Linked DNA regions of Mus musculus: region 2 is linked to region 1. Evidence: chromatin contacts called from public HiCAR-type data. All regions are on one chromosome and are shown on one strand. Each heading gives the region's core, a stretch centred on a gene start, on an enhancer-like site or on the middle of the called end of the contact. The rest is flanking DNA. Distances are from core to core; before and after follow the strand shown. Region 1 overlaps Tbc1d23 (TBC1 domain family, member 23). Region 2 overlaps Cmss1 (cms small ribosomal subunit 1).

Region 1 (6,797 bases), core at 3,739-6,238:
TTGATTTTTATGTGTAGTCCTAGAACTCACTCTATCGGCCACGATGGCCTTGAACTCAGATCCCCCTGCCTCTGCCTCCCATTGCCGAGACTAAAAGCGCATGCCACCCCGACCAGCTGGATGTCTTGCAGGTTGGAGTATAACACCTGTGAGCCATTGGACGTGGGTTCTGGGTGCTGGGAACTGAGGTCTAGCCCTCACAACAGAGCAGAGTCTCTAGACTGTTACAGTATTTCTTGTTTTGTTCTTATATGACACTGCCTCAGTGGGGGTGGGGAGTACTTATGTCATGGAGTGGTAAGTAGCGCTCAGAGTCTGAACTCAGGTTGTCAGGCTTGGCAACAAGTGCTGTTAACTGCTGAGCCGTCGTCTCTCTTGACCCCTAGATTATCATTAACGACTCTGGTGTGAAATTTGCTACAGCGTAACTGAAATCATGCACCAGTGTAGAAGCCACAGATACCAGGAAGATGCTCACAGATGACACTGTTCCAGGAGCGGAGCACCTCAGTGCTCTCCGCCAACACCCACTCACCAAAAGCCAGAAGGAGCCTGCACTTAATGGGCTCTATTAATTCAGGTAATAATTAATAATAATAATAATAAACAACTTACCTTTCAATAGCCAAGATTTCTATCCCGGAAGCACTGCTGTTTCCATACTTGAAGGTAATTAGCTCGGGATGTTTTTTTTTGGACGTAATTTTCACTACAGAATTTAGTGCTTGCCGAGACTGGATGTAAGCCAGGCCTTTCCTTGAAAGAATCTCCCTTAAGCAGTACATATGGGTGGCGGTAACCAGCAGATGGCTTGAGAGAAAAGAAGTTTAAGTGAATTGGGTCTCGACAGACATGTCAGTTCAACAGCTCCAGTGTAAAAAATTCAACTTCAAAGAATTATTTTTGAGTTATCTATGAATATATTTGATAAACAAGCTATATATTTTTTCATCTAATATTATGTAAAATTGTTTTATTAACAGATAATACCATAATTATTTAAGAGTAAAGGTATGTTTTCTAATGAGAAGTTGAGTGTAATGTGTAAATAATTTTTAACTTTAATGGACTATTCTGCCATTCTCAGATTTTTTTTTTTTTTTTTTTTGGTTTTTCGAGACAGGGTTTCTCTGTGTGGCCCTGGCTGTCCTGGAACTCACTTTGTAGACCAGGCAGGACTCGAACTCAGAAATCTGCCTGCCTCTGCCTCCCGAGTGCTGGGATTAAAGGCATGCGCCCCCACGCCCAGCTCCATTCTCAGAATTTTTAACAGGATTATATGTATTCAAAACTATTCTCTGTCTAATATCATAAAGTCCATTACACAATTGTTGGGTTTCCTTACATATTTTATAATATTCTGCAACTAAATTCCGAAGGCAAAATGGGCATAGCTTAAAAACAATTAAAGCAGAAAACCTCAAAACTCTTATATCTTAGCTCACTTTTAACATAGCAAACAATAAGGCAAACTATTAAACATGCCTAGAATTTGAAACATTTTGCCAGACATGGCCTAGACTCATGAAGAGAACAGGCACGTAGGAGAAAAGGGAAAGCCCTAGCATACACTGCGTGAGAACAGGCAGGCAGTGCAGGACGCACTCAGGGCGGAGGGAAACTGCCAAGGCTAATGTGGGCAGCACTGGTAACACTCGGGCAAAGTGATGGCATCAGAGTTATGTCAGAAACTGCTGGTACTCTTGGGATTGTACGCTGAAGCACTTAGGGTGAGCTGCTCATGGATGGCCTGGGTGTGCCTGACACTTATTATGGGGACTGTGAAGAGCCAACATGTCCAGGAGAGGGGCATCAGAGTGTTCAATGTACTATTCACTGTCCTGTCTCAGAATTTCCAAAATACAAAGTGCCTAAGACCTTTAAAAACAGACACTTAACAGGAGTTGACAGTGGGAAATGAGGTCTTTTGCACTTGAATAAAAAGTCCCTTGCACTTTATGTCTATATTGACTTTGCCCAGTGCGAGTTTACTTGTAAAAACATGTTCAAAAGTACCTAGGAAACATATGTCCACTTTCTTTAACTTCTTTACAGGGAAAGTGATGCTTGATGTCCGGCTTGTTGATCCAGGTCTGGATGTTGACAACCTCTTTCCTATCATCATCTGACATGGACGAGCTGTCGATTTCATCTGGGAGGGAAGAGAAGGGTTAAGGCCATCAGCACCTTCTTAGCATGTGACACTTCTTAGCATGTGACACTTCTTAGCATGTGGACACTTCTTAGCATGTGAACACTTCTTAGCATGTGAACACTTCTTAGCATGTGGACACTTCTTAGCATGTGAACACTTCTTACCATGTGAACACTTCTTAGCATGTGGACACTTCTTAGCATGTGAACACTTCTTAGCATGTGGACACTTCTTAGCATGTGAACACTTCTTAGCATGTGGACACTTCTTAGCATGTGAACACTTCTTAGCATGTGGACACTTCTTAGCATGTGAACACTTCTTAGCATGTGAACACTTCTTAGCATGTGGACACTTCTTAGCATGTGAACACTTCTTAGCATGTGGACACTTCTTAGCATGTGGACACTTCTTAGCATGTGGACACTTCTTAGCATGTGAACACTTCTTAGCATGTGGACACTTCTTAGCATGTGGACACTTCTTAGCATGTGGACACTTCTTAGCATATGGACACTTCTTAGCATGTGACACTTCTTAGCATGTGGACACGTCTTAGCATGTGGACACTTCTTAGCATGTGGACACACTGCTTAGCAACCACAAACTATTGGTTGTGTTCTTAAAGTAGGGCATGACAGTGAGAAACAAAAGGAAGCACTTCAAATCCTGCTGGTTCTGTTACAGAGACACGGGAAACAACCCTTACAGTAAGCAAGTCCACTCAAACTCCTGGGAGTACATGTTGCACTTTTGAGAAAAGATGTCACAACTGTGGCCTGGCATGTCAGTGAGAAGCACCTTTCTCGAGGCAGGGAAGGCAGTGTTCCCCTTTGCCAGTTTCTGACTTAATAAACAGCACAGGGGAAACTTCCTGAAGGGAACACCAATAGCTTATGCTCTAAGAACAACAATCGACAAATGGGACTCAGAAAACTGCAAAGCAGCTGTAAGGCAAAGGGCACTGTCAATAGGACAAAATGGCAACTAACAGATCGGGAAAAGATCTTTACCAATCCTACATCCGATAGAGGGCTAATATCCAATATATACAAAGAACTCAAGAAGTTAGACTCCAGAGAATCAAATAACCCTATTAAAAGAAATGGGACACAGAGCTAAACAAAGAATTCTCAACCGAGGAAAGTCTAATGGCCAAGAAGCACCTAAAGAAATGTTCAACATCCTTTGATGTTTTGGTAAATCTCCAACCCAAATATGCCCCAGCAATGAAAACACAACTCAATTAATATAAATACATGCTGTGCGCTTAGATTGGGCAAATCTACCGCCACACTACCATCTTCTCCATCTCCTTATAACTTGCAGTTTCTTCAGGCCATGTACTTCTGCTCTGCTTTTCTTCTTCCTCCTCTTCAGCATCCTCTCCCTCTTCCATTTTCTCCTTCTCACTCCCCACCTCCACTCCACCATCCCTTTATCTGCCCAATCTCCTTTATTTTACAAATTAAGGTGGAAAGCAGGTTTACAGGAAGTCACCTGAGTGCTGACTCATTTCTTGTTTGGAGCCCCTCACAGGGATGGAATTAACATCAAATATAATTAGGCCCAAGGCTCTCCACAACACTTAGTCATCAGAGAAATGCAAATCAAAACAACCCTGAGATTCCACCTCACACCAGTCAGAATGGCTAAGATCAAAAACTCAGGTGACAGCAGATGCTGGCAAGGATGTGGAGAAAGAGGAACACTCCTCCATTGTTGGTGGGATTGCAGGCTTGTACAACCACTCTGGAAATCAGTCTGGCGGTTCCACAGAAAATTGGACATAGTACTACCGGAGGATCCAGCAATACCTCTTCTGGACATATACCCAGAAGATGTTCCAACATGTAATAAGGACTCATGCTCCCCTATGTTCATAGCAGCCTTATTCATAATTTCCAGAGGCTGGAAAGAACCCAGATGTCCCTCAACAGAGGAATGGATACAGAAAATGTGGTACATTTACACAATGGAGTACTACTCAGCTGTTAAAAACAATGAATTTATGAAATAAATAAATATATATTTTAGGTAGAAAATATATATATATTTATTTATTTATTTTAGGGTAGGTGAGTGGGGGAGCACCCCATGCAGGGGGAAGAGGGATGGGATGGGAGTTTCCAAAGGGGAAACTGGGAAAGGGGATAACATTTGAAATGTAAATGAAGAAAATATTCAATAAAAGAAAAAAAGAGAAAAAAAGAAAAGAAAAGAACACTACGTCCTGCATTACATCAGGAAAATGTTCTTCAATTAAAATAAACATTCTAATTTTGTTTTCCTAAATTAAGAAAATGGAATTGTAATGCCTCAGGTTAATAATTACAAATGTTCCTCCCTTTGTTTCTGTGTGTATGGTCCTGTGAGTGCACGTGTGCACATGTACATGTGTGTGTACATATGTGTGCACTTGTGTGCGCATGTGCCTGTGGAGACCAGAGGATAACCTCTATGTGTGTCCTGAACTCAAGTGAGCATGCTGGGCAGCAAGCAAACTGACCTGCTGAGCCATCTGGCCTCCCCACCCCCACCCCAGCCCTTCCCCGCCCCCTCTACCCCACCACTTTTCCTTTTGAGGCAGTGTTTGTCACTGCCCTGGAGCTCACTAGGCAGACTAGGCTGGCTGGCTGTAGATTAACTCCAGGGATCCACTTGTCTCTGCATCCTGGATGCTGGGATTACCAGCCTAGGCCACTCTGCTAACTAGTTTTATGACAACTAATTCTGAAAGAGAAACTTCAGTTGAGAAAATGCCCCGTGAGGCTGGCCTGAGCAAGCCTGTGGTGAGTTTAATCACTGATGACTGATGATTCTTGTAGCTGGTGCCTCCCCTGGGCTGGTAGTTCTCAGTGCTATAAGAAAGCAGGCTGAGCAAGCCATAAAGAGCAAGGCAGTAAATAGCACCCCTCCATGGCTTCTGCTTCAGTTCCTGCCTCCAGCTTCTGGCTCTGAGTTTCTGCCCTCGGAGATGAAATGACCTGAGAACTGTAGGATAAAATAAACCCATTCTTCCCCAAGTTGTTTTGTCAGAGTGTTTTATCCCAGAATTGAAAACCTAAGTTTGACAGTCACCAGAGTTAAGTGGTTTTGTTTCTTTGGTGATACAAGGTTTCTCTGAGTAGCTTAGGTGTCCTGGAATTCACTCTGTGGATCAGCCTGGCCTTGAACACAGGGATCCCCTGCCTCTGCCTGGGAAGTGCTGGGAGATCAGTGAGCTCATCTTCAGAAGGCAGGAGCACTTGGCATCCACCTGAGGGAGGGAGGCATCACGAGTACACTACAGACTTCTGTGGCTGCCTCCATCTCCCCACACTCTGCATGCACGCTGACACACACAATTCTAGCTTCCTCCTTTTGCTACCGCCTACTTTCCATACTATACGTAGGCGTGTTTGCAGCGAAGTGTTAACAGACCACAGTGGACTCATTCACAATCCACCATCCTCTCCCTCTTGCTCATGAAGGACGTTAAAATAATCAGAAGGACAAAGAGATACATAGCAACAGGAAGATGGTGACAGAGATGAAAAAGGAAAAAGAACAGCTAGAAATACCATATTTACTTCACTGCAAATTTTCTAGCAGTCACATTTGTAATATGACTGAAGCATCAAATATGCTTCTCTTGAGCAATCTTACTGCTAAGAGCTAACTCTCTGGATATACTTTCAAAGTCCATCCTGATATATGTACAAAAATGGAGCCACTCTAAACAGACAAAAAAATCACAAGACTACCAAAGTTGACTCCTACGACTAGGCAAATAGGTGATTATCCACAACAGAAAGAGAATAAACTGGGCTGGAGAGATGGCTAGGTAGTTAAGAGTACTGGCTGCTCTTCCAGAGGCCCTGGGTTCAGTTCCCAGCACCCACGTGGCCTGTAACTCCTGTCCCAGGGGATCTGATGCCTTTGCACAGACAGACATTGAGGCAGAACGCCAATGCACATGAAATAAAAATAAATACATCACTTTTTAAAAAAGAGAATAATCAGATATATGGGATATTGCTGAGTGGAAAGGACAATGACATTTACAGTTACAGTCTTCTCATATTTTTACTAACTTTTTTTTTTTTACTATATTTTTAACTATTTTTACCAACATAACTTTTTCTAACTCAATATACATATAAACTATGGTTACTTACATTATTTAGGCTGTGGAATTATAAGTAAAAATTATACATTGACTTTGATTTTTTTTAACATGACAATCCTAGATAAACTAAATCTCCTAGGTACTAGAGTGCCATCTAGTGGCCTTTTAGGGCCTTGGCACCTTCCTTCAGACCCACAACTCTCAGGCAGCAGGTGAGTGTTCAAAGGCTTAAATACAGCTTCCACCAACAGCTTGCTCCTCAGCTGATGACAGGTAGTTGAGGCCTATGCAAAATGTCTGCGTAGCTTTCTAGTGAGCACCATTCAAGAATTCTAAAGCGAAAGCATTACTAAAAGGCCTTCTGATAGTCAAAGGACTCTTTCTTTCACAGAGTTCCTTGAAACCACTGGAAAACACAGATATTTACATTACAATTCATAACTAGCAAAATTACAGTTATGAAGTAGCAAGAATAATTTTTATGGTTGGGGATTAGTACATGAGCACCTAACTGTCAAAGCATTAGGAAGC
Region 2 (6,760 bases), core at 3,067-5,566, 370 kb after region 1:
ACTTAATTCTTAGGGATCTACTATAATAGAAAAATTCATAAAAATCTTCATATTTTAAAGAGCCAAAATCTACTTAGTCTCAGATCTGAGAAAAAGACTTAAAATTCTATAGAAAGTGAACAATATTCTTTAGTTTATAGTTAAAAGTCCATGCTAAACGTACCACTAGAGATACTAGATACATCCACTGACTACAAAGGGGAGTGTCTGAACAGTCTCAGGTCCCCTCCAGGACACACCAGGGAACAGACGTAGACTGTCCTGGGCTCTTCACCCAAGGAAGGCACTGCTACCCTTCAAGGTCAGTCATATGTTTTTATCATCTCTAATTTAGCTCTTTGTGGTCAGCCCCACCAGGTTCTCTATATTCCGTACAAAGAAAGTGACAGAGCAATGTAACACTTAGAACTTACACAAAAGAGAATTTAGAATGACTTTAGGCCCACAGAACTCACACAAACGTGGGCATGTATCCAGTCAGGCTGCAGATAAATAGTAATTCACCTGCAGGTCAATTCTCCTGTCTTCTGGCAATTCTAGATAACGTGAGATGATAAAGGTAGTAGCTTCCAGACTCCTAAGAAGATAACAAAAAAAGTGGGGCACTTCTTTTATTGGATAAGATGTTTGGAATTACAGAGATAATTTTCCCAACAGTGAGACATTAAGACAATCAAGGGGGCAGGCCTGAGCCACAAGGACAAGAGGACCAGGAACATCTTGCCAAACCTGGAGCCTGGGACCACTTCTTTCTCTCTCCCAGGTGTGAGTGTGTGTGTGTGTGTGTGTTGGTGTGTGTGTTGTGTGTGTGTGTGTGTTATGTGTGTTGTGTGTGTTGGTGTGTGTGTTGTGTGTGTGTGTGTGTGTGTGTGGTGGGGTGTGTTAGATTGTGATACATTCACCATTGTTTGATCTACTAGGAGTCTGCTTAATCTGGTAACTGCGGCTCGAGGCATACTTGCCGCTGCCATTTGTTTGGACATTTACGCTCTGCACCACTTGAAGAATCTGGTGAACCATTTTCAGGATAGTAGTCAGTAGAGGGAAATAGGTTCAAGTAGCCAAAGCCTAGAACTCTCCAGAGATAGGAAGCCATCTTGCATTAAATACTACTTTAAACAAAATCAGACACTTGTCTAGTAATCTAGGGCTCTGTGAAAGCTGCCCAACTCAAACTGTCTTCCTCCAAGAAGCATCAGTTATGTGAGAAGTTTCCCCAGAAGTAGTCAGAACAAGTCCTAACCACCTACCCATGATGGTTCACTGCAAAGTCCAGGAGAAACTTCCTGGCCTCTCATAACTCATCTTCCTATGTTAAAGACTAAACCACAGAAGTTGTTCTGTTCAATAGCTATATGATTTGGCAGCGAGAAAAAAAAAAGCCCACTGATTGTCTATTACTAATCTGAATAGTGAATGAAAACACTGAGGCGCAAACCCAGGAGACTGCAGCCTAATGTGCACTTCCTTACGGCCATATAAAAGGCCCATGCATGCTAACCTTTTGGATGTTTCTTACATAGTTTTCAGACCGCATTTTCAGTATTGGATTATATGAATCTAATATCCATTGCTGACTGGGAGATAGACTAGCTATACCCAAACACACACCTTAAAATATTTAAAATATATTAATGTGATGGCAAACTACTAAGGGTGACCAAAGAGTGACAGGACAACCCTAGCAAGGCAAATAAAACACCAAATGTGGCTTTTTCTTTAAGAGTAGTTTTTAAACTATAGGAACTTAAATTTTGACTTCATGGTGTGACAGTGACACAGGCCAAGTTTGATAAATCCCACAGTCCCCCTAATCCAACGTGAGGCTGGGGTTGCAAAGAGCTCAACTGTCCAGATCATGTTAATTTAGAAGCCAAACCACCTGCAGTAAACTGCAAGGAAAACGGCTTTCCTTGCAACCTGGAACTTGGAGGGGTAAGTATTGACCTCAGTGACGCAGGTATGAACGATGTCACCCACATCGTTCTGCAGCCAGATTCATATTTATTTGGGTGGTGCAAAATTAAAACCAGTAAATAGACAAAACAAAAATGAACCAAACAACAATAGCATGTGTTGAAGTCTTTACAGAGCTTTGGGACTGAAATTATCTCCTGGTACAAACAAGTGGAACTCTTCACTAGGAAACAATTCTTGCAACACAAAGTTCAAATAAGCCATAAATGTAAAGTTCTCCAAATAGAAGCTCATGTAAAAATCAGAAACATACACCTGAAAATGGTACAATGATTGAAACCCAAGGAAATAGAAGGAGATCTACAAAGTCCTCAGAGACAAACCAGCAAGTAACACATGAACCACGCACGATTCAGCAAGCGGGTTGATAGCACATGCCTAGACAAGAGCCTTCCAAAAGTTGCTATACTAGGGGTGAAAAAGAGAAACCTTTGGGAATTAAGTACATTAACTGTCAATAAAGCAATGGGCTTAGCAAACAGGACAAATCTGAAATGCTTGCAGTCCACAGACGTACCACGCAGAGCATGCGCAATCTCCTGTGAAGAGCCAAACAGTGCAGCCTGAAAAGCCGAGCAGACACAAAAGCAGAAAGAGCAGTAACGGCGTGTGAAGAGGGAAAAAGAAAGCTTAACATGTGCCTAGTCTAAGTAAGTCCTAAGCGGAAAGGAGTAAGCATGGTTCGTTCAGAAGCCATGTTTGAAAAGTTAATACTGGCTGAGGATTTTCTGGAACTAAAGATACCAATCTATAGATTCAGTGAAATTTCAATGAAAACTAGGACAAGCGAAATGAATGGGTGCTATAGCCCACCACACAAACTAGAAAAATAAAAATACAGGATAGATCATAAAAGCAACAACAACAAAGTAAAGGAATGACAAGTAGATCGATGACTGTTCAACAGATAACATGGCAAGCCAGAGTGGCCGATATTCTCCATGAGCTAAGAGAAAACCAGTGTCATGCAAAAAGCCTACACACAGAGAAGCCTTAACCCCAGAGGTAAGAGAAGATCAAGTAAATAAAAAAGAGTGCATAAAGAACAGACTTCCACCTTTAAAGACTTCAGAAGAATGCATTTGTGTTGACAGAAATTGATCCCAGATGAAAAGCTGGATGATAGACAAGCGACTATAAATACACTGGAGCATCTATGCCACTGTCCAATAAACCGCCCTGTGGGACTAAGAACTAGAGTATGTGACCAAACTGGGACTGTGTCATCATTGCTACAAAATTTGGAAGAGGATTAAAACACTGGGGACCTGAGACACTAGGATTTAAGATGTGAAGAAGAGTTTTTACAGGGTAAATAATCTCCAACAGAACAGGGATACAGATGTGTAACTTCCAAAACAGATAAGGAGGAAAAATCAATAAACATGAAGATCGGAAGAAGCCAAGAAATAAGACACAAAGCAGAATAAATATTAAGAAGAGAGAAGGCAGGGGCTGAAGAAACAGCTCTGTTCTTTACAGGGCTAGCCCACCAGGCATCTTGGTGGCACACAAGGTAGGCAGGTATCTGTAAGTCGAAGGCCTACTTGGTCTAAGTTCCGGGCCACCCAGGGAAATACAATGAGACCTCCTTGTCTCAAAAAAGAGCTAAACAAACAAACAGCTCTGGCTGTTCTTGCAGAGGGCTGAGTTTAGTTCCCAGCATCCACAAGCAGTTCATAACTGCCTATAACTCCAGCTCCAGATCTGGTACCCTTTTCGGGCTCCTAGGGCACCCACATACATTTGGCAAATGTACAAATGAGTATGTGCATTTGCACAAAGGCATACATACAGGCACACACACAAATAAAAAAAGTAGTCTAAATGAGATTTGCTAGGACATAATGTAGTAAAGAGTCAGAAAATGGGATAAACTGAGCAACTACCAACCAAAGGAAAATTATGTAGGTACCTACATTGACAGAAGACAAAAGAAGTGTAAAGAAGAAACCATCTATAAAGGAGCAGGGGATGTGGGGGTTTTAAAACCTTTAAGCCCACTCTCAGTAAGATACTTCCTCCAATAAGGCCACTCCTCCTAATCCTTTTCAAATAGTGCCACTCCCTGATGACTAAGCATTCAAATATATGCGCCTACTCAGATCATTCTTATTCAAACCACTAGAGAACTCTTGACTAAGAAATAAAGGTCCTGGAACCCTTGTCAGGAGAGGACAGAGAGTTCCTGAGTGATCCTTTCCTAACTGCAAATGTCCCACTAAGGCGGAAGCCATTGATGCTACCATGAAGATAAACAGGAAGTACAGAGACTTGCAAAGACAGCACAGACAGCTCCCTGGAATGTTCCTGCTTATCAGTAGGCAGACAGCCTCCAGACAGACAGCATGGCTGCTCACCTGCTGCATCCTTTGCTTGCTCCGACTTGTTTTGCACTAGGGTGCTCCTACTGAACCCAAACTGGCCTGGGCCTCTCCATGTCTCTCCTACTACCTCTCTAGTGCTGAGATTTCAAAAGTACAGCGCTGCTTCCCAGACATCAATACTATATAGAATCATTGAATTTTGTTTCTAAATATGCTGACTTGGGGCTGGAGGCATCCCTTATCAGTACTTGATCTTGCAGAGGGTCAGAGTTCAATTCCCAGCATCCATGTGGTGTTTCACAATCATTTCTAAGTCCAGCTTCGGGGGATGATGCCCTCTTCTGACTTTCATAGGCACCAAGCATGCACATAGCACACACACACACACATACAGGCAAACTTTTATCACATAAAATGAGTAAATCTAATATATTTAGATACTTAATATATTTAGAATGAAGTTAAAATGCATCATTTAGGGCCAGAGAGCTCCCTGCCTGACTCTGCCCCTTAAGTGCTGGGATTAAAGGTGTGTGCCTCTGCCGCTGCCGCCACCACCACCACCATGAACACCACCACCCTGCAACATAATATATTTTAAAATATATCCTTCATGCATAGAATAGGTTGAGCAGATGGCAGAAAAACTAATGAGATTCAAATGATGCTGGTGTTTTCTGACTCTTACACAAAGTAACCTCTTTTAGAACTTAATTGTTAAGTACAAACTGTGTACAAGAAAGGGGCTATTCTTTCTCTACAAATATCTTTCCTTGATAACAAGTTCTATATCTCCATGAAAAGCTCTGTCAACTAGTTTCTTTAAAAACACATTCTTTAAGACACAGAGTGTAATCTGTTTGACAAGATCCCTTTAGAAGAATGGACTAGATAAAACACCGAGGACAGCTGTACTGGCAAAAGACAAGAAGACTAATAGGTCTTTTCCGTCTCTAATTTCTGTGATTCGAGGGCTTTTTACTCCTACAGTAATACTTGTGAGTCCAACAATTTCTCAAAACTATTATTAGTTGCCAAGGAAACGAAATGTTTGTCAGGATAAATAAGCAAATGGGTTGGCCCTAAATCGCAGGCTTTTCCTGTTCCCATGCAATGGCGGCATCGTGTTTATGCCTCTTCCTTCTCCCCAGGCCACTCTGCTCACCTACTTGGCATGCTTGCCTGCTCATAGGAATACCGCATCTATCTCACAGCATTACAAGGGGGAAAGGGACAGATCTCTGTGCCACACAAAATACTTACTTCATACAGTGAAGAATGAAGCCTTGTCATGGTAAGGGATAGCAGGATGCAGCTGCTTTTGTGACCAACACAATTAAAATGTATAAACTTACACACGCATACATACAAACAGAATGAAAACACTGGATTTTTTTAACAACTCGAAGTGTTCATCTGGCAGAATTATGTGCCGGATTACTTTTTTGTCTTTTCATATTACGAAGATCCCTGTTAATCCCAGAATGAAGGTAAACATGAACTACTTAGTTAGCAAAGAGCCTACCCCTCACTCGCAAAGCCCTCTCCTCCCACAGCCTCACTGCTGCGCCCCCCTCCCCCGCCCCCGCACGCACTCAGGGTCATCAGCTCTCAAGGGTATAGGTTGCTGTTCCAGATAACCATAATCAAAGGGTGCCAGGCAGTGTTGGAACACACCTTTAATCCCATCACCCTGGAAGCAGAGACAGGCTGATCTGAGTTCGAGGCCAGCCTGGTCTATAGAGGGAGTTCTAGGACAGCCAGGGCTATAAAGAGAAATCCTATCTTAGAGGGAAAAGAAGAAAAGAAAGAAAGGAAAAAAAAAAAAAGGAAAGGAAGGGGGGAGGGAAAGGGAAGGGGAAGAAAGGGAGAGAGAAGGGAAGACAGGAGAGAGGGTAAGATGGAGAGTGGGAGGGAGGGAGGGAAAGATAATGGGCTTCTGGAAACTTCAAAGACTATGGATGCTCTAAAACACAGGCTGTGCATAAGAGTGAGCAGGCACACACACACACACACACACACACACACACACAGTCACCATAGTCTCTGTGTGTATCCAGGTTCAATGTTACCTTTTGCCATCTTGGAGCACAGTGGCTGCTGCCCTGAACAGAGGTAGTTTTGAGGGTATCTACATTGCCTAACCAGGCAGGTACCAGCTGGAGAACAGAAAGAAGGGTGGAGGGAGTCTACAGCTGCTCATACAGCACACAGTCCCTTGGTTCCTTTGTGTAGGAGCAAGAAGATGGACCAGCCCCATAATTCAGATCCATGGCAGTTTCTTGGTGCTCGGGGGCAGAGGGGCTTCGCACAAAGGTTTCAAGAGGACAGCACATTAGGACCGAGGACAGTCTTGCTGCCAATCCGAATTCAACCAAAGACAACAGGAGGGCTAGGGGAGGGCTATCATGACTAGCTTCACCGAGGACATGCGTTGCTGTGAGCATCACAATAAC

The links. HiCAR-type assays count read pairs that join an accessible place to other places.
Region 2: a contact with region 1 is called in a HiCAR-type map of embryonic stem cells, with 2.2 times the contacts expected there. The contact joins two enhancer-like sites. A contact is called at or near these places in 2 of 484 Hi-C or Micro-C datasets (CD8 T cells and embryonic stem cells), 4 of 115 datasets of contacts at active chromatin or transcription factors (bone marrow-derived macrophages, effector CD8 T cells, embryonic stem cells and 1 more) and 4 of 9 other capture datasets (adipose tissue, liver, macrophages and 1 more).

Annotation. Positions count from the first base shown.
Region 1 is chr16:57,171,008-57,177,804 of GRCm38.p6, forward strand. It overlaps Tbc1d23 (TBC1 domain family, member 23), which reads right to left. Exons shown (of 19, transcript NM_001358433.1): 17 at 2,017-2,152; 18 at 616-810. Gm16892 (a long non-coding RNA gene) reads left to right here. Exons shown (of 2, transcript XR_003951893.1): 2 at 387-5,181. Among named protein-coding and RNA genes, the nearest start is that of Gm16892, 7.0 kb to the left of the region's middle. Within about 2 kb of position 4,989, at least 40 of the 459 cell types and tissues checked have an H3K27ac peak or open chromatin away from gene starts, as enhancers often do. A contact at or near this core is called in embryonic stem cells, where this site is marked.
Region 2 is chr16:57,539,260-57,546,019 of GRCm38.p6, forward strand. The region is part of intron 1 of Cmss1 (cms small ribosomal subunit 1); the gene reads right to left. The region is part of intron 4 of Filip1l (filamin A interacting protein 1-like); the gene reads left to right. Among named protein-coding and RNA genes, the nearest start is that of Cmss1, 64 kb to the right of the region's middle. Within about 2 kb of position 4,317, at least 12 of the 459 cell types and tissues checked have an H3K27ac peak or open chromatin away from gene starts, as enhancers often do. A contact at or near this core is called in embryonic stem cells, where this site is marked.